Linked DNA regions of Athene noctua: region 2 is linked to region 1. Evidence: chromatin contacts called from public Hi-C data. All regions are on one chromosome and are shown on one strand. The core of a region is the stretch at or near the end of the contact, and the rest is flanking DNA. Distances in the headings are between cores, read along the strand shown. Region 1 holds the start of ATP5PO (ATP synthase peripheral stalk subunit OSCP). Region 2 holds the start of SMIM11 (small integral membrane protein 11).

What was found. A called contact is a pair of places that touch in the nucleus more often than the background predicts.
Region 2: a contact with region 1 is called in a Hi-C map of heart, with 4 times the contacts expected there. The contact joins the promoter of SMIM11 here to the promoter of ATP5PO in region 1. A contact is called at or near these places in 2 of 2 Hi-C or Micro-C datasets (heart and liver).

What each region holds. Positions count from the first base shown.
Region 1 is chr1:162,780,971-162,784,802 of bAthNoc1.hap1.1, forward strand. ATP5PO (ATP synthase peripheral stalk subunit OSCP) reads right to left here and starts at 1,837. Exons shown (of 7, transcript XM_074903461.1): 1 at 1,743-1,837; 2 at 1,507-1,557; 3 at 1,283-1,393; 4 at 684-813; 5 at 458-570. The coding sequence starts at 1,772.
Region 2 is chr1:163,052,412-163,056,243 of bAthNoc1.hap1.1, forward strand. SMIM11 (small integral membrane protein 11) reads left to right here and starts at 1,826. Exons shown (of 4, transcript XM_074929070.1): 1 at 1,826-1,863. It overlaps KCNE2 (potassium voltage-gated channel subfamily E regulatory subunit 2), which reads left to right. Exons shown (of 1, transcript XM_074929023.1): 1 at 1-472. The coding sequence ends at 256.

The sequences.
Region 1 (3,832 bases), core at 587-3,086:
TCTTCCTACAGGTTCAGTTAGTTGCTTGTTCTGATCACTGCAGGTGGGGAATTAGGCAGTTGCTCCCAGTGAAGCACAGCACCAAGCACCACAGGCATTCTCAGTCCTGTCAGGTACCTGCCTTGCTCTAGCTAATGGCTCGTCTGTTAGTGCTGACCTGATCTGTATGATCCTGATGACAGAAATAAGAACAGGGGCAGCTGTATCTGCAGACCAGGCTGACTTTTATCAGCCACTGGGTTCACACAGAGGAAGGCTGAAATAGGAGGAACAGGTTTAATTTTTGACGAATAGTTGTTGAATATCAAAAAACTATTTGCAGAAAGACTTTCATCTTGGTAGAGATGTTTCCTCACTACTCATATAGAAAGTACTAAAAGTAGGGAGAGCAAAGTTCAGCTAAAGAAGTTTGCCTTTTTTACTGCTCTTAAGCTCGATCTAGAGGTTCTGAACTTACCTGCGCAGTGGTGACTGTGCACAGCACTTCTCCTCGGTATGCGCTCATGATCTTCCCAAAGGCAGAAACAATGTCTGGCGTGTAACGCAGGCGACCATTTTCAGCAAGCAAATCTGGAAGAGGCAGATGCATTGTTTTAAAGCACCCGCTAGAAGTGGATTTGATTAGCTAACAGGAATACCAGGGAGCCTTTTAGATGTTTTTCTGAAGTCAAATGGTTACTCACTCATCAGGTTGACAGTAATTGGGGACATCTTCTCTTTTGCTAAGGCATCATTCACAGCTTTTTGTTTAACTGTGCTCTTGGTGTGAGGGTTCATAACAACACTGGATAGCTTGGGGTCCTTCAAGAGAGTCTAAGAGGATACACAAACAAGGTGATAAAGGTCAGGAGTTTTCCAGGCATTACAAGGCCTAACTGGCCTACCCACAGAATCACAGAATCATCTAGGTTGGAAAATACCTTGAAGATCATCCAGTCCAACCACTGACCTAACACTGACAGTTCCCAACTACACCACATCCCTCAGCTCTATGAGCCAAAGCAGACAACACGGTCATTCCTTGAGTGAGAATGAAGCGGTCTGAAGCCGACGGGAAGTGAAATGGCAGCTCCAAGCGTAGCTCATCTACAGTATGGTTCTTTCAGAGCTGACGCTCGTCCCGTATCGCTTCCAAGCAGCCTGACGCTGGGGGCGCAGCGCAGGCAGCAGGCCCGCCGGGCCAGCTGCGAGCCGGGCTCGCCCAGCTTGCAAGAGCCGAGCCCACCTCAACCCCCCACCGCTCCCAACCCGCCGTGCCGGCGCAGGCTGCACACCGCCTTACCCACACTCGGCTCAGCTCCTTCTCCACCTGCTCCAGCTTCTTCTGCTTGGTGGCGGCGGAGTACAGCGCGGTGGCGTAGCGCCCTTCCAGCCCGTACACCTGGATGGGGGGCTGGAGGGGGCGAGAGAGCGGGCGGGCGCTGAGAGCCGGCCCCGCGCCGGGAGAGCCTGCGGCCGCCCGCCGCTGGCCGGCCCCGCCGGTGACCCGCCCCCGTCCCGCCTCACCTTGACCAGCCTGGAGACCGGCCTCGCCGCCGACGTGCTCAGCTGCCGCACCTGGGGGGCGCATCACGGGGCCGGGATCGAGACGAGCCCCCCGCCTTGGGGACGGAGGCGCGCACCGCTCGAGACCCGGCGCGGGAGGCGGGTGAGGGAGCACGCGCGACACGCCATCCCCCCCGGCCCTTCCCTTCCCTTCCCAAGCCCCCCGAGGGCCGCCGCCCCCCACCCCGCCACTTCACCTTCAGGGAGAACCCCGCCGCCGCCGCCATCTTGCCCGCCCGCCCGCCGCTCGAGGTCACAGCTGAGGCCGGGCCGGTCCCGGCGGTGAGGCAGCGCGCAGGCGCGGGGCCCGCCCTCCTCGCCCGCGGGGCGCCCCGGGACAGGTAGTTCTCCAGAGAGGGGCCGTCCCTTCGCGTCCCGCCGCGCCGCGCACTGCCTGCCGGGGGCTGTAGTTCCTGAGGGCGGAGGCAGCGCGGCCCCCGCCTCCCTTCTCGCCTTGCCCGGGGCCCCTCTCCCCAGCGTCCTCTGAGCTGCCTCGCCAGGCCCTGGCAGCCGAGCGCTAAGGCTCCCCAGCCGCCTGGTCAGCCCAAGGAGTGAGGTCCGGCCCCACCGGCGGGCTGCGGCGCACCGGCGCTCCTCCCGCGGGAAACAGCTGCTTGCTCGGGCCCTGGGTGAAGCAAACGGGAGCAGAACCCCGGTGGCTGGAGCTCCAGTTGAAGCGTCCCCCCTCGTCGCCTCTTCTCACACCCTGGCGCTGAAGGTGGCTGTCCTCAGGCGGAGTCTGGTGGTGCGGGGCCCCGGAGAGGACCAGAGTGACCGGGGCAAATGGCTCCCATAGGGTGGCTCACCCCATAACCCACCACCCTTTCTCGTGTTCCTGTAAGGGTCCTGCACTTCACAGAGCCATGCACGCCTCTCCGTTCAGATGCACCAGAAGAGCAAGCGTCACATGAGTTCTTCAACAGAGAAAATGTCAGCTGTGATTTTCTCCCGGATATTTCTGCCGCCCTCTAACACAGCGAAACTACCTCTGAAACGCAATGAGCTATTTCCTCCCCTCGGATAAACTAGATCCAAACGTCTCCTGGGGCAAAGACACAGTCTCCCAGGTAAAGCATAGGGCAGGCAGCTCTGACTTTGTCTCTCTAGATGACCTTGAGCAACTCGGGTCCTGCCTACTACTTAACTGTCTTGAACGGTTAAACTCTTTCTCTCCCTAATCTTCCATCTTTTCTGTCAGAGAAGGTAAACCGCCCGCCTGCTTCGCAGAGCTGTTACAAGTTTGGGTAATTATTTTCTGTGGTGTGAGTAGCTCAGATGGGCGCTGCTATTGAAATAAAGAGCATGGCGTTAATGAAAAGCATGCTGCATGAAGTCTGCAGGGCGGACTTCAAGCACTAGATGTTGCTGTTGCTACAAATTGAAAGCGAAATGATCTCTTCAGCTACGTCAAAAACAGAATTAGAGTAACGCTCTCCAGGAAATACAGTTTACCGTCCCACCAGAAATGACTGTGTCACCAACAGGCTTTATTCTGGATGTCGGAGTTTAATTCCCTCTTCTATCCCTGGCTGCATTTGCTGTGGTGACATTCAAAGGCACAAACACAGTCCATGATAGGTTTAATCCTGATACGCTTCACAATAATTTGAATAACTACAGTACTAAGAAAAGCATATTAAATATCTAGGAAAAAAATCTTTGCTTTTCTTTTGCAAAAATATATTTTTTTCGTGTGATAATGTGCACACACTGAGGTTTTGGAATGGTGCAGAGAATGGATTTCCTTGAAGTGGGATTCCATCTCCCAGATTATTTAGTGTAATTCTGAAACACTCCATGATCTTGTAGCATTCTAATACACAGGAAGCTCTGGTTTATTGAGGCCAGTCAAATCACTGATAGCTAAGCTCACTTTAATGAATCTGGGATTGGGTCACATCCTGATAGTGCTTTCAAGAATTAAAATCAGAACACCTCTCACAAGTTAATTTTAGACGTGTAAAATCCCACAGGTGATAAATAGTTTATACCTTTATGCCTTATGCTGGAAGGAAAATTTAAATCCTGATAAAGCTTGTTCTTGTGTTTGGATATGTTATAATAATAGATTCCTCCATCATCATTATATGGGAATTTTTAAGAGTTTTTTCTTCCTACAAAGCAATTGAACACCCCATACCATCAGTCACTCATTATTTGACATTTACCTCTGTTCCTGGTTTCAACTGGATCACTAGGGAGTACTTGAAGGTTTACAAGCTCTTCCATGAAAAACACCTGGAAGAACATTCACTTGTGGGTGTGCCACTCCAGTGCTTGTAGGATT
Region 2 (3,832 bases), core at 576-3,075, 270 kb after region 1:
TGATGCTGAAAACTTTGACTATGTTATCCTTTATTTGATGGTGATGATTGGGATGTTCTCCTTCATTATTGTGGCGATCTTGGTGAGTACTGTGAAATCAAAGAGGCGAGAGCACTCCAATGATCCCTACCATCAGTACATCGTTGAGGACTGGGGTGAGAAGTACAAAAGCCAGGTTCTGAATCGAGAAGACCTCAAGTGTGTGATCCATGAAAACTTGGGTGCAAGGGACAAAACAAGCCCTGGATCACCTTGACTTTTTGGAAACATCAGCAATGATTAATTATACAGCCACGTGCAGGGAACTCACTGGAATTACAAACAGCTGGGAAACTGTTCATTAAATTAACAGACAGGTCAATGTGGAAGAGAGTGCTGAGGAAATCAACATTACTGTTTCCCATGAAGACTTTGGCACAGCTGCTTGGGGAATACCCAAGAAAAAGGCATGATTGTGCTTTGCTTTGATATTCTGTTCTTCAGGAAAATAAAACCCAAGAGAATAAATAACTTGATTTATTTTTAGCTTTTTTAAAATCCAGAAGCAGATCTGGATGTTCCCACCTCAGAATAATCATGAATTAGTGGTCATACAGTAAAATATCAAAATCTCAATCTATTGACTGAACAATGTGTTATGGTATGAATCATAGGAGGTAACCTATACCTGCACACATTCCTTCCAAACTGTTTTTTTTTTAATCATCTGGCTTCCATTTTTATTTCATTATTCAATGGCAGCAAAGATTGACTCACAGCCTTCTGACAAGGCCTGTTTTATAGCAGAAGAGCTGCTAAACTAGCAGCCTCATCTAGGAGCATGTTCTGGTTGTCTAGGGCAGCTTCCAGAAGTTCATAATCTCAAATTCATTGCTGGCCAAGCTGTCTCTTCTGCTGCTCCTTGGTGCTCCAGAGCAATCTGCCTACCTGGGATGCAAGCTGGGTGATGGAGGCACTGGTTACATCCCATCAGTCAGGGCTCAGTGTAAACCACTGAGATCCTGCCTTCTGGCTTTCAGAGGAGGGATTTCTATACCCAGCTATCAAGGCTGTCCCATTGCTGTGCTTTCTAAGAGATTCCCATGTTGGGTGCTGGTTTCCACTGGCTGGGAAGTAGTTTTCAAGATGGTTTGTCCTCTCCCATGCTGCTGATATATCACAATGCTGGCTCTCAGGGAATACTTGGAAGCAGAACCAGTGACACTTCTAGTATTAAAACGTGCTTCACTTGTAAGACTTTGGGGTTAGCTCCTATTCATGTTGCCAGACTTAAAACGCTTAAGCTAAAAGTTCCCGTGCTGGCTGTCGTATCGTGTGAGCTTGTTTGTTTTTATAAAGTTTTGGCTGAAACAAGTCACGTCTGGCGCTGCATTTCCGACAATTTTGTTTTTCTCACCTTAAAGAGAAATAAAAAGGGCTTGTTTTGTTGGGAAGCTTTGGCTTGTTTCGGAGACTGGTCCTGAGATTTGGCACAGCAGCTGCTGCCATGCCCCAGATGTGCCTTTTGCTGGCACAGTAATAAGACTTTGATCCATGTCGGTCCATGAGCGCTGGGGGAGGCTCCTCAGGCCCCTGCAACCTTTTGGTGAGCCTCCCTCGCCGCAGGGTGCCCTTCTTCCCCCACCTCCCCAGCCGGCCTGCGGGTGTGTGCCGGCTCCCCCGCTCCCCCTCCAGCCAGGGAGAGGCCCCCCCTTCGGGCAGGGCGCAGGCGGAGGAGCGCCCCTGCAGACCTCGGCCGGTGCCCCAGCTGCCCCAGCACTGCCAGACCGGCTCGGGCCACGCTCCCCGCCGATACCCGGCGGCAGGTCCCGGCTCTGGCCCGGCCCTGCACCCGGTGGCGGGCTGTGAGGCCGCTCGGCGGAGGTGAGGACGGGGACCCGGACTGCTTTGCCCTGGGAACTACACCCCTGGGACATGTGGGGATTGCTTTGCCTCAGAACTGTTATTTTTGGGGGGGAAGAAGCGGGGGTGGGCTGCTCTCCGCTCCGGCCTCAGGCGGCTGCCGGGGTACGGCGGGCTGGCGGGCGAGGCGCCAGGGAGGAGGCAGGGCGAGGGGACCCGTCCGCGCTGCCGGGCCCTGCCCCGCCGGGCCCTGCCGCTGCCGCTCCTGGGAGATGTAGTTTGTCGCGCCCCCCCGCCCAGCGCCATGGCCGCCCCGTGAGGTAGGAGACGCGATTCCGGCGCCTTCCGCCCCCCCCTCCCCGCCCTCTGTGGCGCGGGCACCCGCGGCGCCGGGCGGCGGGCAGGCGGGCAGAGGTCGGTCCCCCCGGCCCCCGACCCGCCCGGCCTGCTCTGCCTGCATTGCTGCCCGCACCCCCGGCCCGCTCCCCGCCCTGCCCGTCCCGGCACCCGCAGATCCCCAGCCTTCTGCCTGTCCCCGCGCCCTCCCCCGGCTGCCTGCCGGCCGCCCTGCCCGCCTGACCCCGGCAGGGCCCCGGTTCCCGCCCTGGCGCCAGCCGGTGGGCCCGGCGGCCGCAGAGCAGGACCTGCCCCGCCGTAGCCCGCGGCCTCCCGGCCGCCTCCCGGAGGAGGCAGCGTGCGGTTTAAGAGTAGCTGGGGAGGCGCTAGCTGGCCCGAAGCCGCGGGCAGGCCCGCTGCGGCCGCCTCCCGGCGTGTGGCCGCAGGCGCGATGCACAACGGCCGACTGGAAGGGCGCCTTACCGCCTAGGAATCTGCCGAGTCTTGATGTCTTCTTAAGAAAAAATGAGGCAAATAAGTAAGAAGGAGCGACCTGAAGTTATCATTTATTGACAAAGTTTGGTTACCTCAAGTGTGTGTGTGGGTTGCTGGCTGTGCTGGTCTCCCGGTGCTGCAGGGACCAGGAAAGGTGCCCAGGGCAGGGCAGGGCTGGGTAAGGGAAGCGAAGGGATGGAGTCAGGGGAGGCTGCCGGCCCATCAGACCCTCCTGGGGCAAGGTGGTGGCAGCAGGTGAGTCCCTGCAGATTGCAGGAGCCCTAGGACATGCCTGGAATGATGCCGCGGTGGAACAGTCTGATGTGCCACTGACGTTTTTAGTTGTGATTTGATTTTAATCCAGATACCACGACTGATACATCCCATCTGCTCTGTTGTTATTTTCCAGAGTTTGAAACATGTGAGGAGCTGCCAGAGGAATCACTAATTTTTTAATTTCTGCTTTTTCAGGTATGAAGATCTTATACAGCTTTATATTTTTGATGTGCCTTGAGTTGGTGTTAGTTTAGGATTATGTATCGGTGACACTAGAATAAAACAAGTGATTACCCAGGTCTTTTTGTGGAGTGATGTCTTGACCCACCTGCACATAGAGGCTGTAAATGTGCACAGGTCCGAGTGCTTCTGACTTAATAAGCACTGAGTTTTGTGGCAGTGGTTTGTGATGTATTGTTAGTGCAGCAGCTCTGGCTCACAGTTGTTTCTACTGTGTTTCTCTGCAGCCTTTGCGTTTTGCCATATTACTATGTTTTTCCATGACCCTGTAGCCTTTTTCTTTTTTTTTGAGGAGGCCGGATCCTGTCTTGCAGATGCTCAGCCTGATGCGTCACGCAGCAGGTCCCATGTAATGGTGGGACCTCCAATGACTGTCCGTGTGGGAAGCATGCATTTTGCTTCCTGAAATATGTGTGCTAAAGCAGCACCAAGAGACGCGTGGAGTGAAACCCCATTTCTAAGCTCAGGATGCATTCAGCCATCAACTCCATTTTAAATGCAGTCAGATAATCCTAGTAGCTCACTGCTTTCTGAGGCCTTGTGGCTGGTGACTTTTACAGCTTTTCAGAAAGTGGATAAAATGGAGTTGCTCAGAAATCCCCAGTAGACAATAACTCAAGTCCCATTTTGTTGAGTAGATGGA